Regions from separate parts of the Danio rerio genome. Here region 2 is linked to region 1. A link is a contact called in public Micro-C data. All regions are on one chromosome and are shown on one strand. Each heading gives the region's core, a stretch centred on a gene start, on an enhancer-like site or on the middle of the called end of the contact. The rest is flanking DNA. Distances are from core to core; before and after follow the strand shown. Region 1 overlaps LOC141385661 (a long non-coding RNA gene). Region 2 holds the start of pappab (pregnancy-associated plasma protein A, pappalysin 1b).

Region 1 (7,149 bases), core at 2,109-4,608:
CAGGGTTGTTCAAATTCAAAAGCTGTTGTCTTTTTGCTGACATTTATAGCTTAATCAAATTTATGAACATTAATTATAATCGATTTATGTAATGTAACTCCTGTTCTCCACTGTTATAGCGCCACCTTCTGTTTAAATTAGATGCTTTTATATACCGTGCTTAGAGGGGTAGTTCACCCAAAATTTGTTGTTCATTAGCACATCCCAAAACCATCCTTCAAGGTGTATGGCGTTTATTCCTTCACTAAAACATTAGGAAATTGTCTTACATGGGAAGTGACCCATATTTGTTTGCTTATTTGTTTGTTTGTCTTGCTACATACAGAATAATCAAGTTATTTTTCAAAAAAATTATTATTAGCAGCAAAGACTATAGAATACACAATGTATCACTCATATAGTTTTGAATGGGGAAAAGTGTAACAGTCAACATGGCAGTGAAACCTCGCCTTCCAGTACAGGGGCCACTATAAAACTGCAAATCTCTGAGGGAGGGTCTCGGACCAATTTTTGTGTGATTCAGTTGTTAAGAAATAAAATTAAATAGAGACAGTTGTTGTTTAATTTTATTGATGATTCCTTTTATGACATTTAACTGTAAGCCTGGCAAGCAATTTTGAAGAATTTGTTGTTTCTTTATTCACACTTTTCATATTATTAATATTTAAAATTTTACATAACAAAATGATAACCATTACTAGAATGAAACTGAATACTCAGTTTCATTCATTCATTCATTTTCTTGTCGGCTTAGTCCTTTTATTAATCCGGGATCGCCACAGCAGAATTATCCGCCAACTTATCCAGCACGTTTTTACACAGCGGATGCCCTTCCATCCACAACCCATCTCTGGGAAACATCCACACACACGCACACTCATACACTGCAGACATTCAGACAATTTAGCCTACCCATTTCACCTGTACCGCATGTCTTTGGACTGTGGGGGAAACCAGAACGCCCGGAGGAAACCCACACAAACGCAGGGAGAACATGCAAACCCCACACAGAAACGCCAACTGAGCCGAGGTTTGAACCAGCGACCTTCTTGCTGTGAGGCGACAGCACTACCTACTGCACCACTCTGTCGCCCGAAATCAGTTTCTTATTAAAATAATATATATTTTTTTTATATATATATAACTTAGTTAATAAAAGTACGATTAGCATGTGCAGAGCTCTGGATAAACTTGAATCATGACACCAATGAAGGACAAACAATTATTAGTCAGAATTATTAGCCCCCCTGAATTATTAGCCCCCTGCTTATTTTTTTCCCCAAATTCTCTGTAACAGGGAAACGATTTTTTCAACACATTTCTAAACATAATAGTTTTAATAACTAATTTCTAATTACTGATTTATTTTATCTTTGCCATGATGACAGTAAATAATATTTGACTAGATATTTTTTAAGACACTTCCATACAGCTTTAAGTGACTTTTAAAGGCTTAAAAAGGTTAGTTAGGTTAACTAGACAGGTTAGGGTAATTAGGCAAGTTATTGTATAACGATGGTTTATTCTGTAGACTATTGAAAAAAATATTTGAATTGATAATATTTTTATAGTATTTGCATTTTGCACATAGCATGTTAGGATCGCTGTGTACACCCCCAATGGCTCTTTAAAAAATGCATTTGCCAAAAAAAAATCAGAAATGGCTCTTTGCTGAAAAAACGTTCCTGACCACTGGTTTAAATTATTGTTACTGTTGATGTCAAGACGCAAGAAAAAAAATGTGCGATATAACAACACAATCTTAACGGCAATTCGTATCTTTTTGATTTATTGGTTGATTAATATCAATTTGTACTCATTCGTACATTTAGTATGAGACGCTCATTCACCTATAAGGACTATGGTTAGGGTGGAGTTATGGGACACGCAAATTTTTAAAAATCATTGGTTTTCATGTGATTACGTCATATGAAGTTTTAAGGAATAATGCCATTTTCTAACAATTCTCAAAATAGTCATGTTTTCTCTTGAGATATAAACAGGGACATGTATTCATTCATTTTCTTTCGGTTTGGTTCCTTATTTTTCAGGGGTCCCCACAGAGGAATGAACTGCCAATTGTTCCGGCATATGTTTTATGCAGCGGATGCCCTTACAGCCACAAACCATACTGGGAAACACACTGATATTCACAAACACACACTCATCCACTATGGCCAATTTAGTTCCTCCAATTCACCTATATTGCAGGTCTTTGGGGAAAACCGAAGCAACTCCACACAGAAATGGCAACTGGCCCAGCCGGGACTGGAACCAGTGACTGTGTTGTTTTGACTTTAAAAGTTAATTCATCACCAAGGGCCGCTGTTTCTGCTAAACATCTTCTTTAAAGTTTTACTGTAGAAAAAAAGTCACCTATATTACATAGAGTTGAGTAAATACCTTTTATTATTATTATCATTATTTTGGGAATGAACTATCCCTTTAAATATAGGTTGTGTCTCTTTCTTTTTTCAATAATTACACTTTCTTTCCCACATTTTACCTTGATAACACATTTTTACACTAACTTAATTGTTCCATAACTGCTAATTTAATGTTAACATTCTGATTATATTATGTTGTGATTCCACCAATCGCTGGTGTAAATTTTCATTAGTTATGCTATTTTTAATTATGCAGCTTAACAAAATAACTATTTTTTTATTGGTGTCTGGAACCTATATTGCATATAGTTGAGATTTGTTTACACTGACACTCAGATGCTAAATCTGGTGCAAATCTGGTGAAAAGAAGAAAAAAGTGCAGTTTGGCAACGAAAAAAGAAATGAAAAGAAAAGAAAAGAAAAACACTTTTCCAGTTAGATATAAATGCAGGTATGGGGGATGTCTAGATTACGAGCCAAGGAATCTGTGCCTATAAAAAACATTTGGTCCAAATTTCATGTTTCTCTCCGTCACAGCTTGTTGTTTACATAGCGTTAAATAACAAAATAAAAAATATATAATATAAATATAAATAAACCCGACAAAAACAAAACACTGCGCTTGTACCTCTAAACACATGCAGGAGTTTGTACATTTCTTCATCCCTCATTTACAGTGAATACAAACACCTCGACGTCCAAAAACCTCAGACTGATAGTTTTCGCGCTGAAAAATCTGTTTGTTGTCATAATTTTTCGGGGGGCGTTTGGCTTTCTGCGTCATTACAGGTGTACTAGAGCTCTTTTCGGAGAAACTCGAGGTTGTATTGATGTTTGCGAATAAGCCAGGAGCTGATGAAGGGCGACCGCTGTCCTCACATTCCCTCCACACTCTCCAGAAACACATCCCCATGATTTCCCGAACATCCCTCTATCTGTCCACATGCAGACTGTTTGCTCAGACGCTCCCAAACACAGCTCCAAAGCAGCCCAGCAGTGGGGTTGCAGCGCCATCTACGGGTGACAACCGTGCATAGACGTATACTGTAAAGAATTTCAACTGAAGCATTTTGAAAATCTCAAATATGTGACGTCAACTATTTAATACCACCGTGCTCAATGTTAATTTATTCCTAGCTAAATTACATATGCTGTAAATTCTCTCAACGGACACCTTGTTTTATTGTTTTTGAAAAGGATATTCAACAGTACAACAGCACAACTATTGCTTTTTTTTCATTTTCTTAACACATGATTTTATATTATTATTTTTTCGTTATTTTTTTCTCTTGTATGTGCTTATTCGATGCTTTACTTCTCTGTAAAATGTGACACTCTTTGTAACAAATGTGTATGATGTGGTTAAAAATATATATTTTTAAAAAAGCACAAAAATGCATTAATTCATTCATTTAAAAGATTGCAGGTTTTCTTAATTGACTAAATTGTCAAGTTTAAAAACGTGAACAAATAGGAAATTTTGACAATGTAACCCAATAGTTTTTATGTTATTAATCGCATGCTTAATTAATTAATTAATTAATAATAATAATAATAATAACAATGATAATAATAGTAATAATAATAATAATAATAATATACAGTTAAAGTCAGAATTATTAGCACCCTATGAATTATATTCCCTTGTTTATTTTTCCCCCCAACTTCTGTTTAATGGAGAGATTTTTTCAACACATTTCTAAACATAATAGTTTGTTCTGTAGACTATCGAAAAAAAATTAGCTTAAATGGGCTAATAATTTTGTCCTTAAAATGGTGTATAAAAAATTAATAACTGTTTTTATTCTAGCGGAAATAAAACAAATAAGACTTTCTCCAGAAGAAAAAATATTATCAGACATACTGTGAAAATGTCCTTGCTCTGTCAAACAGCATTGCACGGATAATGATGTTTCACAATGTTTTGCTCTGTTCTACTTGCAGCAGAATACCGAAATATTTGAATTGATAATATTTTTATAGTATTTGCATTTTGCACATAGCATGTTAGGATCGCTGTGGGCAAGGGGAATATGTTTTTATTCACTTTATTTTAACGTTTACAAACTTAAAAAGTGTTTGTTTTTTTATCTGAATGTTTTGCATTTTACACTAAATTATTTTAATCTAACAAGTTTAGTTTACAATGTTTGCAATGTTTACATTGTTCTACTTACATTAAATGTACATCCTAAATATCAGAAATGACAATAGATCATTAAGATTTTGTTAATGTCAATTTAAATGTTACAGACCTAATGAACTTACTTGACAGATTTAATTTAATCACTTTCCTCCAGCTTGGTCCCTGATTTATCAGGGGTCACCACCGCAGAATGAACTGCCACTTACTTGACAGATTTATGTATTTTTAATTTTAGGTGGTTTGTGCATTTGTCTTATGTTTGGTAAAATAATTTCTAATTGCATCTTCAGTGATTTTCAATTAAACTGTCTTGTCCTAATACGTGGATTAAGAGGTTTTTGCAAAAAACAAAACACACACACATGGATTTAGCTGGTTTTGATGCAAAAGAAAATCTACCTAGTTAAAAAACAAAGAATTCTCTATAGTGACATTTATAAAAAAGCATTTATAACATTTATAAAAGCTACTATATTTACCAGCTAATAACCTTGTCATTACATATAAAATGAAACAACTGAACCTAAGCAGAGGAGCCTGGTAGAAAATGCTGATTTACAAGAAAAGAGGTCTGATAGATTTAGAGGGTTTTGCATCTGAACTCTTCATATATCATTTTTAATTGAACAACTTTTTAGGTGTGGATTTTTATTCACTTTGTTAAATGTGTTTTTCCTTCTTAAGTTTAATTTTAGTAACAGGCAGAATTTAAACTTAGGCAATATAGAAGAAAATATCTATTAGTACATTTTATTTTTATTTTATAGGAATTTTCTAGTTTACTTTTTGAAAAAGGTTTATACATTATATTTGCTTATTTAATTATTTAATTGCATTAGAATTATTATTTAATAAAAATGCACCACTAATTGTTGCTGACAATCACTATTTGGACTGTGTATCCGTGCATTTTATACCATTCATTCATTCATTCATTCATTTTCTTAGTCCATTTATTAATCTGGGGTTACTACAGCAGAATGAACCGCCAACTTACCCAACATGTTTTACGCAGCGGATGCCCTTTAAGCTACAACCCATCTCTGGGAAACATCCATACACACTCATTCACACACATACACTATGGACAATTTAGCCTACCCAATTAACCTATACCACAAGTTTTTGGACTGTGGGGGAACCAGAGCACCCCAGGGAAACCCACACAAACATAAGGAGAACATGCAAACTCCACACAAAAATGCCAACTGACCCACCCGGGGCTCGAACCAGCAACCTTCTTGCTGTGAGGCTGTGTGCTACCCACTGCACCACCATGACGCCCCCATTTTTTTTTTTTACACAAAATTTGTTTAAATTAATGTAATGTTACGTAATATATGTAATGTGTGTGTGTGTGTGTTTTCTTTTTTAAAGAACATATTTTAAAACATTTTAGGATTATTTTTAATTTAACATCTGTTTAGCTGTACATTTGAGGTATATTTTATGTTTATTATATCATTTTCATTTGTATATTTTATGCAAATTTAAGTTTTTATTTTTTATTTAAATTCATTCACTCATCTTCCTTCGGCTTAGTCCGTTTATTCATCAGGGGTCACCACAGCACAATGAACCGACAACTCTTCCAGCATATGTTTTACACAGCAGATAACCTTCCAGCTGCAACCCAGTACAGGAAAACACCCATAAATTCTAACATGCACACACACACACACACACACACAGAGCGGCCAATTTTGTTTATTCAATTCACCTATACCACATGTTGTTGGACTGTGGGGAAAACGGAGCACCCGGACGAAACCCAAGCAACACGGTGAGAACTTGCAAACTCCGAGAGGGGTCTGGATGCAGACGTGGTGCAGTGCAATCTGGGCTGCACCAATGCTTTTTAATGGGCTCACCTAAATCCACCCCTAACCCTACCCGTCAAAGTGACGTCACTAGCTCCATTTGAGTGCATTGTGTCTGACATTGCATCGCTGAGTGATGCAGTCTCAGCTTGCATCATAAAGGCTGCATGCAGATACTATTGCAAACTCCACACAGAAATGATAACTGGCCTAGCTGGGACTCAACCTAGCGACTTTCTTGCTGTGAGGTGACAGTGCTAACCACTGAGCCCCTTCAGTAATATTTAGAAAATTTTACGATTATTCAAATCGAGTTTTATTTTTAAATATCTAACTGTTGAGCTTTTTAAAAACAATTAACATATATTAGGTATACTTTGTATGTATGTATGTGTATATATATATATAAATATATATATTAGGTATATTTTTTATTTATAAAAATGTTTTCATACCATTCTAAAAGCTAAAATGGTTAATTTGGTTATTTTTAGTTATGCATTTTATTTAAAAGTACATATTTCAGTAAGCCCAGCCCATTTACATCCCTGAAGCATGCTTTTCCACAGTGTTCAGCATCTGGATGATGTGCGTCATCATGTGACCCTCTGAGCTCTTCCTTCACCTGCAGCTCATTAACGAGCCTCTGACTCACTTGTGTTCACTCAACATCACTGCACACAGTCTGGAGGACAGCAGCTCTCCTACTGACTGCCTTATTCATTAGGATCTACAATATACACATCTTAACATTCTTTTTCAATAATGTCGGGGAGTTCTACATTCCTAAAAATTG
Region 2 (7,149 bases), core at 1,585-4,084, 230 kb before region 1:
TACAACTACTTTATAAGCATCAGTTATTCCTTAACGAAACTTTAAACTTCATTAGTTTCAGGAGTGATGTTTCACAAATATGTGCTTTTATAAGATATTTTGTGTTTAAGATATTTATTCTGTTAGATATTTTGTTCATTTATCATTTATATTTTAAGCTGTGCAATCATTTAAGGGATCGCTCCTAAAAATAGAGCTTCTTTACTGGCATCAGTGGTTCCTTGAAGAAACGATAAACTTCATGAAACTTTCCTTTTAAAGAGAAAGGAATTATTTGATGTTGTTAAATAAAGGTTCTTAAGGAAAACTGAAAATAGTTCTAGGATTTATTTTCAGGAGTAATGTTTCACAAATATGTGTTTTTTGTATGATTCATTTATGCTTTTTTTGTTTTGAATATTTATTCTGTTATATCTCTTGTTCATTTATTCACATTTATCCTTGTTCTTAAAGAAATAGTTCACCGTGAAATTAAAAAAACGGCTGATAAAGGGATAGTTCACCTAAAACTGAAAAATCTGTCATTTACTCACTCTTTATCTTTTCCAAACTTCTTTGACTTTCTTTCTCCTTTTGAACACAGTGGACCATATTTTGAAGAAAGCTGAAAATCTGTAACCATTGATTTCCATAGTATTTGTTTTTCCTACTATGGAAGTGAATGGTTACAGGTTTTCAGCTTTCTTCAAAATATCTTCTTTGTGTTCAACAGGAATTCATAAATGTTTGGAACCACTTTTAGCTGAACTCTCCCTTTATTAAACTTTTTCAATTCAGTTGAACTTTAAATAGTTTTTTAGCTGCAACTACTGGCGATTTGAGAGTCAAAAAACACACCGACAAAATAAAATTAATTATAGTTAGGCTGCTGATGATATATTGAGGTCTTGTGAAGCACATTATTCAACTTAGGAATGTCTGCCAAGGCTAAGTAAATTAAATAATGTACAGGCAGGAGCTATTTAAAAAATTTTTTGGCTATATGCTTTTTTTTACTCCAACAACGATTGATTTGATCATCTAGTAAAGGGGTGCCCAAACTTTTTTATAAAGGGCCAAAAATCAAACTTAATTGAGGGCTGTGAGCTGAAGTTGAATTATCAAACTGTATTACATTAAATTTGCCATTTGTAATTTCCTAATTTATTTGCTAACATTTAAAAATGACTAGAAAATGTTGCTTTAAAACATTAATTAATGATGCAGTATAATTTTTGACATTTTCTTACGAACTTATTATAATAAAACATAAACAATCCCCTTTATAACACAATAGAGATCAATGGTGAATACACTAGTCGAGCTGCTCCTGCCATTGCCTTGATTTGCTCGCCGATGTCTTGTGCATCTGTCTAGTGAAAGTATTTTCATTTTAAAAGTCTGATTCATTTAAAGAATTTAATTTTAGTTGGCTTTTTGTAGCTCCTTAATTAAACAAATAAACAAAAGGCTACGTGGAAATGACAATCTCTTTCAAAGGCATTCGCCCCAACCAACTTCCTATCATTCAAGGATAATATGACAGGCCAAACCAAAGGTTACCATGGGCCAACTTTGGCCCGCAGGCCCTACCTTAGGCACCCCTGATCTAGAACCATGGTTTTAGCCAAAAAAAAAAAAATTTCATTCTACACTAGAAAACGTTCACTTATCTGTGATGATTGTGAGTACATTTGCTAAAATGCTTTGTTATGGGATGATTGTGCTTTTAGGTATGCAACAAGGAAGCAATTAAAATAGAAATCAATCAGTGTTAATCCTGAAAGGATGATGTCGTTTATGAAGTTGTTTAGATACATATTTAATTATGGAATTGGAGATCATAAACCAAACACACAGTAAAAATATTGGATTTCGACGCATCGAAAAGTCATGCTCATAAAGAAAAAAAAAGTCTGTTCTTCTTGTTTTCTTTCCCCCTTTTTAATTTTGGATTGATGTTAGCGTTTGCCTTTTTTATTGTTAAAGTCATGATTCCTTCATTTTTATGATTCCCACAAAAAAGCATCTTTTTCTTGAGATCTAGCTCATTGCTCATTGAGATCATACTGTACTCGTCCATCAGCAGCTTGTGTTTGTTTGGCTTTCTGTCAGTCTGCTTCTCCAGCCAGCGCTGCTCACATTAATGGCTCGTTGAAGACAAAGGAAAGAACAATAAAAATATTTAACGTGCCTGACCATATTTTGTTTTTGTTTCTTGTTTTTCTTGTGGGTTTTATGGAGAGTTCATTACGCAGCCGCTAGAGGGTTCTCAACGCAGCGGTGCGCAAAATCAAAACACCGTCCCGGTTCAGATACGCACTGAGAAACAAAACAGCGAGCAGGTTTACTGTACCTGCGGCTCCTGACAGAAATCCACCCGCCTGCTCGCTCTCTATATGCCAAACAAAAACAGTGTGACGTAACGACGAGTTACCTGAAACAAGTAGCGTCATAATGTGTTTTCATTGCACTCGGACTGTTCGGTTAGAGACCGGGAATATCATGAGGCGCTTCAACTTTAATGTAGGCGAATAAAAAAAAGAAAGCACGCCGGGCTCACATACCCGCGCAGAGTTGTGCCTGTGACATGTATGTTTGAGAAACAAGTTTATCCGAAATGCGCATGAAGACGAAAAAGTGAAAGGGAAATGATTTTGACCTCTCCACACTGATTGATTACTCAGTCATCCCTGCAGTTTAATGGGATCCATTCAATTGGGAAGGTGGAGCACTTGGATGAATTAACATATTCCTTTCCCCCCTCAATCTGTGTTGAAGTGTCTTTGAAAGGGGCAAGGAAAGGGGGTCGTGGCTTAACATTATAAAGGAAAAAATAAGACAGCATTGCCGTCTTGGTTGGTGTTGAATACGCGTCTTGACAGGCTTTTGTAAAAGCAAAAGACCGGGAAAGATCTCCAAAGACGAGCGCTATTTAGTATTTTGCAATCCTCAAATCCCCCTCATCCATTGACCAAAAAAATCTCTTCTCTCCACTTGAAAATGAAACTTTTGCCCATTTGCACTTGGCTCTTATGCCTTTTGCTTTTTCTCGTGTGCTTGGGATCAGAGTGTGGGACTCCACGGCGAATTGTAAGGTCTAAAAGAGACTTGGTACGCATCAGGGAAGCCAGAAGTACCTTCCCAGGAGCCTGTGCCACACGCCTGCCTCGGGGCAAACGCTCACTTCCCGGGATAGATCGGCGCTCCCCTCAGCTGTCACAGGCGGGGGAAAGCAGCCCAGGTCGGCGGAGGGCTGTTTACTTTACCGGTCGAGGAGACCAACTGCGTCTGAAACCCAATGCAGAGGTGCCAAGGGCTAATTTCACCCTGGAAATGTGGATAAAACCCGAGGGTGGGCAACGCTCTCCAGCTGTTATCGGAGGTTTGGTTTGCTTAATTATGACTTGCATTATTATGTTCACCGCAGAAATATTTTCTCTTTTTTAATAGTGTTTAACTGCAGCATGTTTCATAAATCACCTCCAGTGTGCATAAACACTTGCCACTAACACTTCTTTATAACACTTTCACTATTTATGAGATCATTCTTGCACACTTCACTGCTGTAATAGATAAAGAGATGCGTCTTTGCTCATGTTGTTTACTTGCAAAACAAAAATCTCGTGGGTTTTGCATGCGGCTGGCAGGTTATTTCCACGCAACTTTGGGTAGTTTTAACATCACCCGCCTTTTTAGTTAAAAATGCTTGCACGGTTCGTTGTATTTTGGAGTAAAACAACTGGACTCGCTGATTATGGGGTTTTATGTTAAAGTCTGGCATTTAAGGAATTAAATTAAGTATTTTATTATTATTATTTAATTATTTCATGTTAAAAAGTGCTGCGAGAGGAATCACGATCGTCTGTGGGTTTGTCTCTGTGATGCTGTACGATTAAGTGTCTGTGTCAGAAATCGCTTAAACAAATACGTCATCTCTTTGATGCACAGGCTACTGTGCTCGTTACGCACACTGCTCTGCACTACATAGGCTACTATACACCATATACAGCAAACCACAGCGGGTGCTTGCTTATCTTTAGTCAAACACGCAGGCATGTTTATAATTACACATATATTTAACTTTGTATTTGACACTCGAATCGCTTACAGTTTACAATCGAATAACAAAATCTGTTCATCTGTTTTTTTTTTTTTTTCTTGAAAAATCTCTACTTACGCACATTACGCATTATTCTTATGGGGATGGAGTAGCATAGGTGGGCGTGTTAGTTGCTCGGTTGTTTTTTTTTTCTTTCTTTCTTCAAACAAATCTGTGTGATTTTCTTTTCCCCTCATCCCTTCTTCAGCCAACAGAGAGCGTAATACCCGCGGAGTCGGTTTATGAAGCCCGCGTGCACCCCGTGAACCCCGTAGAGCACGCAGTTCCGTGGGAACGTAGGCAACTGTAATGATATACAAATCGATTCATTTTTATTATCTCTCTAAAATGCTAAAACGTCGAACACACATGTGAATGTATAGTGATAGACTTGTTTGTGTAATTCCCAAATGCTCTTTTAGATTCTGTAATACGATTTTGATAGACATCAAGGCTATGCTTGACACATTGGAAAAAATGCTGTCTGCAAATTTTTTTCAAACAATTTATATGTGTTGAATTTTAACAAAATGAAATTTAGTAATGTTTAACTTACTTGTTTAAGTTCAGCCCAAATAAATTGTTTACAACCACTTACAGTTGAAATCAGAATTATTAGGCTCCCCCTTTTGAATATATATATATTTTTTTAAATATTTCCCAAATAATGTTTAACAGAGCAAGGACATTTTCACAGTATGTCTGATAATATTTTGTCTTCTGGAAAAAAAGTCTTATTTGTTTTATTTTGGCTTGAACAAAATCAGTTATAAATATTTTAAAAACCATTTTAAGGTCAAAATTATGAGCCCCTTATACATTTTTTTATAGAACAAACCATCATTATAACTTACTAATTACTCTAACATACCTAGTTAAGCCTTTAAATTTCACTTTAAGCTGTATAGAAGTGTGTTGAAAAATATCTAGTAAAATATTATTTACTGTCATCATGGCAAAGATAAAATAAATCAGTTATTAGAGATGAGTTATTAAAACTATTATGTTTAGAAATGTGTTGACAAAAATCTTCTCTTCGTTAAACAGAAATTGGGGGAAAAATAAACATTGGGGGCTAACATTTCAGGGGGGTGGGGGTGGGCTAATAATTCTGACTCCAATTGCAACTTAAAGAAAAATTTGTAAATCCAAGAAATCATCTTTAAATCATTTTTTGTGTATATTATTATTATTATTATTATTATTATTAATATTATTATTATTATTATTATACATATATTTTTTTACAATTATTGTGCAATCATGCTTATGTAAAGTTCATGTAACTTTATATTTATTATTTAAAAATAAAGATTCTTCAACACCAATCTTTAAACACATCCATGAAACCTTTTTCTTAGGCTGTAAAAAAATGCAAGGTTCCACAAAATTCAAGCTGTCCCAACACAAATCGATTAAGTTAACCTAATTGTTTTTGCATATTTAAGTAAACAACCAATTAAGTTGTTCCAAAAAATCTCAAGAATTGTGTTGATTCAGCTCATTCAGCTTTATAGCTGCTTTAACACAATCTACATTGTAAAAGCGCTATAGAAATAAACATGAAATTAATTTAATAAAATTTTTAAATAAGTAGTTTAAAGAACCAGAAAAAAAATCTTTACATACGTTTAAATGCACTAAAATACATTGCATAAAGAGAACAATATATATATATATATATATATATATATATATATATATATATATATATATATATATATATATATATATATATATATATATATATATATATATATATATTTCTCTTTATGCAATGTATTTTAGTGCATTTAAACGAAACAGATTTATTAAACAGATATATTTATTAAAATAATATTTTAGTGACCAAACATCTTTAGAAATTGAAAGGTAACCACCATTAAATTCAAACAAAATATTGCAGAAATCAATTACAACCTTAAAAATTTCAGCTAAATTTGTCAAACTATTTTGCTTCTGTTGATTTATCCTATTTAAAATTTGTATTTAATATTTTTCTATAACATATAAATGTGGCTGTACTAGTTTTTGGACCGTTATCGTGAGTTATTTTGTTAGATAAGCTCTAGATTTGGCTTCAGTACTGACTAATCTAATGTATATGTACATACATATAATATTGTATAGCTTCCTATTAAAAATATGAATTTAAAAGATAGATTTATGAGGCGTCTACCTACATATGCTGAACAATAATTCACTAATTGTATTGGGGAAACAAACAAAACAAAAGTGTTTTTTCTTTGTTCTTCGTGGCATCTTTATTTTTATAAAGCATCACGCTAACAAATCCATAAATAACACGAGACGTGCACAAGCAACTCAATGACAGATTTCCAAAGGCATGATTTAAATTGCAAATCATAGACCGAGGACGTCTAAAACGAACGTCATTATATGCAGTTGGGTACATTGTCTTTAAATAAGCTTTATATCTCCAGAGAGGGGCATGATAATGGATTGATTGAATACATCTTGTCAGTGAGTCATCTAAAATTAGTCCACTCCTCTGTCCTCGCGGTGATCTCCTTAGTCACAGTAACGTTAAGAAGCAACGAGGGGGCGCTGGTAGAGTTTATATGGCCTTTTCCTCCTTCTTCTTCGCAGCAGCAAATAGTGTTGTTCAGCAAATTTCCTTTTAAACAAAGCACTAAACGCTTGCGGTCCGTGGGCCCTCATATATCGCCTGTCGGGCTTCAAGCCACAATTATGTGCTGTTTTATATTCTTCAGGTATAAGGAGAAGAAGAGGAATCGTGTTAAGTGTCAGTCCAGATGGAGGAAGCTATAAAATTAGTGCCTTGTCCATCCTTTCCTCGAGTGGTTTTGTTATTGCTGCTTCTTGTAAAGATATTACAGTCCTCATGGAATGAGCTCGGCAGCGCAGTCAATCAGATCCTCAGACAGGCACTGAGCCCATTCTCAGACACACCACTGCTTTTACTACTGCTTTTACAGCATGTCTGCTGACGTTAGACGGCAGCCGTTCATCCCAAATTAAACGCAGTCAGATCTGAAGAATAAATGCCTTCATTGTGGGGCTTTTTTTTTTCTCGCTCGCTCGCT

Evidence for each region. Hi-C and Micro-C count contacts between places; a contact is called where the count stands out from the background.
Region 2: a Micro-C map of caudal fin shows a contact between it and region 1, with 19 times the contacts expected there. The contact joins the promoter of pappab here to the enhancer-like site in region 1. A contact is called at or near these places in 2 of 18 Hi-C or Micro-C datasets (caudal fin and an unstated tissue) and 2 of 4 datasets of contacts at active chromatin or transcription factors (caudal fin and embryo).

What each region holds. Positions count from the first base shown.
Region 1 is chr5:69,806,715-69,813,863 of GRCz12tu, reverse strand. It overlaps LOC141385661 (a long non-coding RNA gene), which reads right to left. Exons shown (of 4, transcript XR_012406476.1): 1 at 6,809-7,149; 2 at 6,531-6,695; 3 at 5,720-6,323; 4 at 3,986-5,663. Among named protein-coding and RNA genes, the nearest start is that of rgs3b, 120 kb to the right of the region's middle. Within about 2 kb of position 3,358, at least 11 of the 62 cell types and tissues checked have an H3K27ac peak or open chromatin away from gene starts, as enhancers often do.
Region 2 is chr5:70,034,882-70,042,030 of GRCz12tu, reverse strand. It overlaps pappab (pregnancy-associated plasma protein A, pappalysin 1b), which reads left to right and starts at 2,834. Exons shown (of 22, transcript NM_001278808.1): 1 at 2,834-3,364. The coding sequence starts at 2,983.